Regions from separate parts of the Oryctolagus cuniculus genome. Here region 1 is linked to region 2. Evidence: chromatin contacts called from public Micro-C data. All regions are on one chromosome and are shown on one strand. Each heading gives the region's core, a stretch centred on a gene start, on an enhancer-like site or on the middle of the called end of the contact. The rest is flanking DNA. Distances are from core to core; before and after follow the strand shown.

Region 1 (4,020 bases), core at 710-3,209, 54 kb after region 2:
CGGGTTAAGCTGTGACTGGCATCCCACCGCAGCACCAGCTGGAATCCCAAGCACTCTCTTTCCAATCCAGCTCTCTGCTGTGTGCCTGGGGTGGCAGTGGAAGATGCCCTGAGTACTTGGGCCCCTGCCACCCATGTGAGAGACCTGGATGCAGCTCCTGACTCCTGGCTCAGCCCCAGCCTCTGTGACCATTTGAAGAGTGAGCCAATGAAATAAGTCTTTTTTAAAAAAATGCCAAGCTAGCAGTGCTAGGTCCTCGCTCGAGGGAACTCCAGTTCTCACGATATTAGGAGTTCTGATTGGCTTCAGCTCCCTATTCTGAAAACCGAGGCCAGGGCTCTGGTGTAGCAGGTAAAGCCACTGCCTGCAGTGCTGGCATCCCACATGGGCACTAGTTTAAGTCCCGGCTGCGCCACTTCCGATCCAGCTCTCTGCGATAGCCTAGGAAAGCAGTAGAAGATGGCCCCAGTCCTTGGGCTCCTGCACCCGTGTGGGAGACCTTGAGGAGGCTCCTGGCTGGTGCGGCCAATTGGGGAGTGAACCAGAGAATAGTAGACCTCTCTGCCTCTCCTTCTCTATGTAACTCTGACCTTCAAATAATAAATAAATATTAAAAAAAAAAAAAAAAACTGTGCCAAGGAGACCAGGAAGCTGCTGCCCACCTTGTTTTCGGTGAATGGTGACAGCACGTGGGTGTACACGTCCGACTGGTCCACCACGGCCTGGGTCCGCACAGGCCTCTTGAGAAGTGGGTTGCGGCTCTGCCCTGCTTCTACAGCCTGAAACACAGGTCACAGGGGAACAGTGCCATTCACGGCTACCCCAGACAGACTGCACTCCTGTGTATTAGCCTGCCACGGAGAAGCCACTGGTTTCCCTAGGACCCTTCCCTGTGCTGGCCGGCGAAGCGCTCACAAGTCGTATGCTCCAGGGTGCGAGAATGGACAAGGCAGGCAAAAGTCACCCATCTCCCTCTCAGCCTCCTCACATTCTTCAGTTCCCTGCCTGGTTTTCTAACGCAGACCACGTGGCATCTGTTGCCCAAAAAAACACAGTGTTGTGCTGACGTTCCCTGAAGCCCTGAACCCGATAAATGAGCCTGGCTTAGCATGCGTCTGTCTGGGCTTTTCGATGGTACAGGTAGGGAGCTCTGCGAGAAGTCCTTGACGCTCACCTATCATTCCCAGGCACTCTAGGTTGGGGGGGCCTCTGTAGTAGCTATGGGGTGCAGCCTGAGAACCCATATTTCTAAGGGCTCCTGGTCACTGTACCTACATGCTGTGGGTAGTGAGGGCTTATGAAGCCCAAGGGCCGGGGCCTTAGTGGTAAAGCATCCCATGTGGGCGCTGATTCTAATACTGGCTGTTCCATTTCTGATCAAGCTCCCTGCTAATGTGCCTGGGAAAGCAGTGGATGATGGCCCAATGCTTGGGTCACTGCACCCAGGAAGAAGCTCCTGGTCTTGGCTCTGGGCTGGCCCAGCCCCAGCCAGTGAGGCCTTTTGGGGAGTGAACAAGTGGATGAAAGACTTGTGTCTCTCCTTCTCGTTCCATAACTCATTCAAATAAAGAAAGTCCAATGGCCAATGTAGGGGGCACACTGCTGTGTGGGGTCAGGTGCACGGTTGCCCACCGGCCAGCAGCAGGGCCAACAGCAGGGACTGGGAGGGCTCAGTCGGCCCTGGACGGTGACCACACGTGCCCCAGGCAACCCGGCCTGCTTCTGCTCCAGGAGTGGAGTCTGGAGCTTGTGTTTTTAAGACCACTTCCATTTTTAGCCTTCGAACTAAATTAGACCTTGAAGTGAAATAACTGCTTCCGCTTGTCCCCGACTTTTCTGCCCTCAGAAGACAGGACGTCTGAACAGCGGGCGCGATCTGGTGCAAGGAGCAGACACACGTCTCCAGCCCTTGCCCGCCGCCCAGTGCCGAACCCCACCAGCGCTGTCGACTGACAGACCGACAGCAGCCGAGGGCGAGTCTGCTCCTCGTACCCAGCGTTCCCTTGAGGGAAAGGATGGTGGTGAACCGACATCCTGCTTCTCACTTACTAACCCAGGCTAGCCTGGCAGAAAGACGCATGAAAGAACGCACAGCTGGGACTGGCTTTCTTGTCTACAGAACAGAGGGAGACCAAGGATCAAACAGATTTCGAAAGACAAAACCGGGGAAGACGCTCAGCGAGAGCTCAGCGAGATGACGCCGGGCAGGCCGCTGCTCGTCTCACCCCACCTCCATCCCCGCCCCCGCCCCCGCCCCCTCCCGCAGCCCAGCCTCATGACCCACTTACCATCATGTGACACTGCTCAGCATCCAAGTACTTCTTATACTCATGGTTGAGCTTATCAAAGACGGTGGCTATCACGGGCAGCGCGGCTCTGTCTGCCTCGCCCAGCACTGTGGAGGACACGAGGCACACGTCAGCCTGCCCGCCTTCCGCTCGCCCTTGGATTCCAACACTCCCAACACGCTGCCCAGTGCCCAGAAGGGGCCCGATGCGCACACACAGACAGCTGCCGGGATGCCCGTGTGCCTGCCACGCCCATGCCCCACGCCTGTGCTCCAGTGCACGGCCCCTGGGACCACCCAGCTGCGACCAGAGCCTCCGCAGGCATGGCTGGGGACAGCAGCCTTTCCACGGGGTTACACAGCCCATTCCTCAAGTACAGAACGAGCCTATCAAGTTCCTAACAACGAGGTGTGCTCTTTCAAAGAGATCGACTCGTGGAGAGGGCGTGACAGCGGCACGGCTGGCGCCGGGCGCGGGCTTCTGGCACTCACTCTGCGAGCAGACGGACAGGATGACCGCCTTGCACTCCTTCCTCTGCAGCAGGAAGTCCATGAGCCTCCCCTTGTCGGGCAGCAGATTCACTATGGGCTGCAGTTTCACTTGGAGGTTCCACAGGTAACCTGGGGTTCAGGGGCGGCAGTTAGTGTGATGCATCCCAGAGCAAAGGCCCAAACGTGCCTCCCCTGCATGGGGAGGAAAACCCTGCACAGCACGGTTCATGGTTTGTTCCTAACCCAGGCAGAGCCAGCACATTCAGGAACGTGTGTGACGACGGGAGGATTACCAGCTCCGCTGTGAAATCTGCACACTCGGCCGATCCCTTCCACGTGACCTGTGCGCTCGGAGGCTCCCTGAACGTGGGGGGCAGGAAGTCCTTGATTCCAAACGCTACCCTCCCCGCCCCCAACCCCCTTTGCAAGTAGAAACTGCTGCTGACATACAGCACCAGCGGTAGACTCACTTTCTCCTGCAAGGCTCCTTAATCTAAAGGGGAACCGAGAGGCGCCTGCTGGCACTCCCGAGCTCATCCATGGGCCAGTCCCTACAGAGTGCACACACACCGCTGTGCAGGCGGCTGGGGCTCGGCAGGGAAGGGCGCGCTCACACACAGCGATCTGCATGATCACGCTGTCTGCTCCCCCGAGCGGGCACAGGACACAGGGCTCCACCACAGCCAGCTGGCTACGCCTGGGGTCTACTTTGTCTAACGTGATGACAGTCCATCCCCTCCGACCCACCTTGGCTTGCACTGATGATGATGTCGGGCTGAAAGACGATCCAGGACGACGAATCTGCAGACTATAGGAAATCCTAAACCAGGATGAGACGAAAGCAAAGGCGAAGCCGGCTCTGGCCCCTGCCCGCCAGCCCCGTGGTGAGCCCAGCTTGGCCCACGGAGCCCGCTCGGCTAGACCGCCCTGAAGAGGGGGCAGCCACCCCCTGCCGTGCAAAGGATACAGAGTTTACAGGGGACTGGAGACTGGCTGGTCACGGCGGCGGGACCTGCAAATGACAAAAGCTGCGGCCAACGCCGGAGCCGGGGAGGCGCCCGGGAGACACTCCCTCAGCCGTGCGTGGCGAAGGAAGGAAGGAGCGAGCGTGTGCCTCACTGGTAACACCCGGTGAGGAACGAGGCAGGCGTCGAGAACCATCGCTGGGAAGGTCCCCGTTGCGGGGAGCATAGCACGGCATGGCTGTAAGAGCCAGAGTTCTTAAGCTTTGATGTCCTCCA
Region 2 (4,378 bases), core at 407-2,906:
AAATGTAAGAAAGCAAGATGAAACCTTGCAGTAGGTTCCCACGTGTTTTAGAAGTTCACAGATTCACAAATGTGACTGCTTTCAACAGTTCCTGGAAAAGGAAATTAAAAGATAAATTTGGATCAAAAAATATTGAAACCCATAGTTTTCTTCATAATCTGCATTTTTCATGAATTTTTCAAAACCCCTCTAATTCTCTCAAAAAATTCTCATGGAGAGATGGTCATTTATTTTAAAAACATTTCCTAGATTTTAGGGCATTGCTGAAACTATAAAAGGCTGAGAATCAGAAATCTAAAAGATATTTTTAATATTTATTTTATTTATTTGAAAGAATTACAGAGAGAGAGAGAGAGAGAGAGAGAGAAATTGTCTATCGGCTGGTTCTCTCCCCAGATGGCTGCAGCTGGGCCAGGCCAAAGCCAGGAACCAAGAGCTTCATCCAGATCTCCCATGCGGGTGCAGGGCCCAAGCTCTTGGGCCATCCTCCACTGCTTTCCCAGGCCATTAGCAGGGAGCTGGATCAGAAGTGGAGCAGCAGGCACTCCAGTAAACTGGCGCCCTTACGGGATGCCGGCACTGCAGGCGGCAGCTTTATCAGCCACACCACAACGCCAGACCCCAAAGGACCTTTTTATTGCTGTTTTGGTAAATGGCGGCCAGGAGGTCGTCATGGGAGCCCTGGCGTCGACCTTAGAGGAAATCCCTGTATTTTCACGGCTGGTCCAGCAGGATGGACATCTCAGGGCTGAAGAAATGCGGAAGCAAGTTAGTAACTGAGGCAGAGCTGTGGACGGTAGGACCCGGAAGGCCACCTCCCTCACAGCACCGTAGGCGGCTGGGCTAATTCATGGCTGCAAACGGACAGCCTTTTCTCATTGTAAATTGGCCTTCACTCTTGGGAAAGATAGCCTTACTCTCATTTTAACTTTCAAATTGAAATGACTGTGGTGCAACTGAAAATTGAAGGGCGAATGTTACCAAAAATGCACAAAATAGGTGCAAAACTAAAACTATGCAAGTTCGCGCGCCTCTCCTTTTTCTTTGTGTTCCCTGCCTTCACTTAGAATTGGAAAGGAACTCTGGTTCCCAGCTCTGCACCAAACTTGAGGGTTTTCTCGCTCCCAGTTCGCGGCCAGGCGCTGCGTGGCCACCAGGGGACACGCTACCACCGCTTTTCCGAAAGCCGACGGCAGCGGGGTAAACAAAGACCAGGCGGCCGAGGGACACCGCCCGCCTCCGCGCTCCGCCTCTCGGGCTCCCCGAGCCCTGCGCGTCACTGCCCCGAACGCCGTTAGCTTGTGGCCGAGCCGAGATTCCTTTTGGGTGACTGGACTGGGGAGGAGAGTACGTATCGGGGCCGAAATAAACACATACTCTGCAGACATCAAAGCCATAAAATGTTGCACAACTCTAGCAGTCTCCTTGCAGGCCGCTTTCCAGAGGTTCAGCTGCCGGGGTCTGGGACACCCCAGCCCCACACCAGCGACCAGGGAACCCGCAGAGGAGGAGAGGGGCAGCCCCAGACCTGGGGAGGCCCCGGGGCGGCCCCGCCCCCGTCCCCGTCCCGGATAGGCCCCCGCTTCGCCACGTCCACACAGGCCCGCCCCCAGGAGGGGAGGAGCCGGCGACACCGCCTTCCTTCCTGACCTGCGCGCACAGCCCGCCGCCTTCGGCACCTGCTCTGTCTGTGGTCCGGCGCCAGCTCCTGAAATTGAGCCCGGGGAAGTGAAGCAACAGCCGCAGCGCCGAGCCCGGCGAGCCGAGTCCCCGGCGATGTCTGCAGCCCCACGCGGCGGCCCCGTGAGCGCGCGCGGCCGGTTGCTCGGCCTGCTCCTGCTGCTGCTGTGCCCGGCGCAGGTAAGCCTCGGCGCGGCCGCCGGGTGGGCTCTGAGGGACGTGTGACGCGGCCGGCAGTCGGGGTGGGCTGTGAGGGACGTGTGACGCGGCTGGCAGTCGCGGTGGGCGGCGGGTGCATCAGCGGCTCCGGCGGCCCTGAGCAAGTCGGTCTGCGGAGAGAGCCTCCGGAGGCGGCTCGGCGTCTCGTGCTTCTGCCCCCGGCCACGCTGTCTGCGCGGTGGTCTGGGAGAGGGTGGCAGCCGGGAGGGGCTTCCTGCGGGACCTGTGTTGAGCTCGCCTCAGCGGTCGGCAGCTGATTGCTCGATTTAAGATGTGGGATGAGGCAGGGTGAGAGGCAGGACCTTATCCTGAAGTTCTCCACGTACAGCAGCTCTGTATACGTCGTTTAGAAGACCCGACCCCTGTTTCCTCCTTCGGACCTGAGGCTGGGGGTGGAAGGGGAGCGACAGAAAGGAATCAGATTTCCTCCGGCGTCCCAGTGGAGCAGCCCGGGGGTCCTCCACACGGGTCAGCCTGGCAGTCCGGAGAGCGCTGGCTGGCTGCTCCTCACTGCGTTCTGGCCCCTGGGAAAGCGTTGAGTTTCCCCTTGTCACGATTAGCTCGCAGGAGAATGGAGCCTGGACTATGCGCGCCTCGCTGCCGCGTGGGTGGCTGCAGTTTTCTCTTCTCACGCTGCGGGCCAGGGAGGAGATGCCTGGGGACGTAGGGTCCCTTGCAGCAAGTCAGGATGAAAGAGTGGGCCTCCGGGAGTCCCGTGCCCATTAGCCCCGCCCCCTCAGGTGGGTGTGAGGGTGGTGAGTCAGAGGGGCGCACAGGTTACTAGCGTCTGCACACGCTGTCTTTCAAACTGCTGTACAGTTTCCAGAAGGGGACAGGTGATTCTGACCCGAGAGAGGGGTGTGTGTGTGTGTATGTGTGTTTGTTTACAGGTGTCGCTCTCAGCTGTGTGTGTTGTGATAGCGCACAGCTAGTATGGGAATGAACTTCAGGACACCTTCTTGGGAGGAAAGGCAGGTGCCTGGCTGGCACCTTGGGCTACACCACTCACTAGCTCTGTGACTTTGACTCTTTGCTCAAAGCCTCGGTTTCTGTTGCAGATAAACCTGGAAGTATTGGTTCCATTAAGTAGCATGGTAGATGAAGAGACCTTGTCACTTGGTTTAATGTACTCTAAAAGCTCAAGAGGTAGCCGTTAGGTCCCTTTGAGAAAATACAGCTCTTCATTTCCCCAGAGTTTAGATCAGGAGTAAGCAGCAGGCTTAAGTAGCTCGAACTTCTCTCTGAAATCCTTTGACCTCAAGGTAGTATCCACTGCTGATGGCCAGGGAGTGCCTCTCCTAGGACAGCTGGCATAGGTCAGAGGGTGGTTGTGAGTCTCTTGTAGAATCCTGGGGGCCCTTCAAGGTCTGAAATCCTCAGTGAAGGCTCCACCTGTTAGTGTCCGTATTAACTCCTTCCTGCTTGGTGGGTCGGAGCCTTGGCCTCAAGCGGATTGGGAGAGGGGTACCTGCTTTTGGAATGCACACCTAGGATAGCAGCTCATCCGGTTTTAGTCTAATCACTAATCGAGTTCTGTCGTGGGATTACAGACCATTGGAAATACATTTGGGGGGAAATTTTGCCTTTTTTTTAAACTTTTCATATTTGTAGATGCTGAAATAACATTAATAGACTGCTTGGATTTAAAACGTTGTCATCCTCCAGGTATTATGTGCAATTTAGAGAAATAGTGCGTGTGCCTCTTGGCTGTGATTTTTAATAGCCTTTTTCCTGAGGGAAGAGGAACATAGTGAGAACTGAGTGGGAATTCGGCATTAGCGTGACTCTTCCCGAGGAGGTCAGGAACGGGTTAATCTTCTGGCCTGCAGTGATGAGGAATGACTACCTGAGATTGGAGGCCAGAGGGTCATCTCTCCTGGTCTCTCCCAGCCCTGGACTGATGGGATGATCAGATCTCTTACCAACATAAGCAATCAAGGGGATAACTGGATTTTTATTTTGGTGAGTGGGCAGAGAGAAAGGGACTTGCTGAATAGGTCTTTGTATCCCTTCAGTGTTTGTTATGTTGTCCAGAACAAAGAATCCCTCTGGGCATGAAGACAGCATGAGCTCTCTCTTGGGTGAGCTTTCCTCACCCTGCCCTCCTCACAGGGAGGCAGTGTCCTGCATGGCACGTTACCTACCTGGAAGCCTGGGGTCGGCCAGCTCTAATCTGATCTCAGGTGGCCCTTTACCCCATAGCCCTGTGAAAGGTGTCAGCCCAGCAGCCAAACCAAACTACTTGCTGATCAGAACCTCACATGTCTTTCGGAGCTCCAATTCCCATGCTGCATTATCTGTGGCCTTGTTGTCCTGTTCCTCCCCCGCCCCCTGCCAAGCTAGGATGCCCACCCTCTGAGGTTCTAAGTGTGTTTAAACTCCTGCAAAAGCATTTGCTGCCTGGGAAAAGACTTAAGACTTGAAAGACCTCGTTATGGATCTTGACTCTGCTTCTTCCTGTGGGTAATCTTAGGCTGGC

What was found. A called contact is a pair of places that touch in the nucleus more often than the background predicts.
Region 1: a contact with region 2 is called in a Micro-C map of ear pinna, with 4 times the contacts expected there. The contact joins the enhancer-like site here to the promoter of NPC1 in region 2. A contact is called at or near these places in 5 of 6 Hi-C or Micro-C datasets (ear pinna, embryonic fibroblasts, psoas muscle and 2 more).

What each region holds. Positions count from the first base shown.
Region 1 is chr10:54,245,687-54,249,706 of mOryCun1.1, forward strand. RMC1 (regulator of MON1-CCZ1) reads right to left here. Exons shown (of 20, transcript XM_051851338.2): 11 at 3,747-3,791; 12 at 3,527-3,580; 13 at 2,780-2,908; 14 at 2,289-2,395; 15 at 663-779. Among named protein-coding and RNA genes, the nearest start is that of RMC1, 17 kb to the right of the region's middle. Within about 2 kb of position 1,960, at least 1 of the 8 cell types and tissues checked has an H3K27ac peak or open chromatin away from gene starts, as enhancers often do. A contact at or near this core is called in ear pinna, where this site is marked.
Region 2 is chr10:54,192,231-54,196,608 of mOryCun1.1, forward strand. NPC1 (NPC intracellular cholesterol transporter 1) reads left to right here and starts at 1,657. Exons shown (of 25, transcript NM_001082071.1): 1 at 1,657-1,860. The coding sequence starts at 1,777.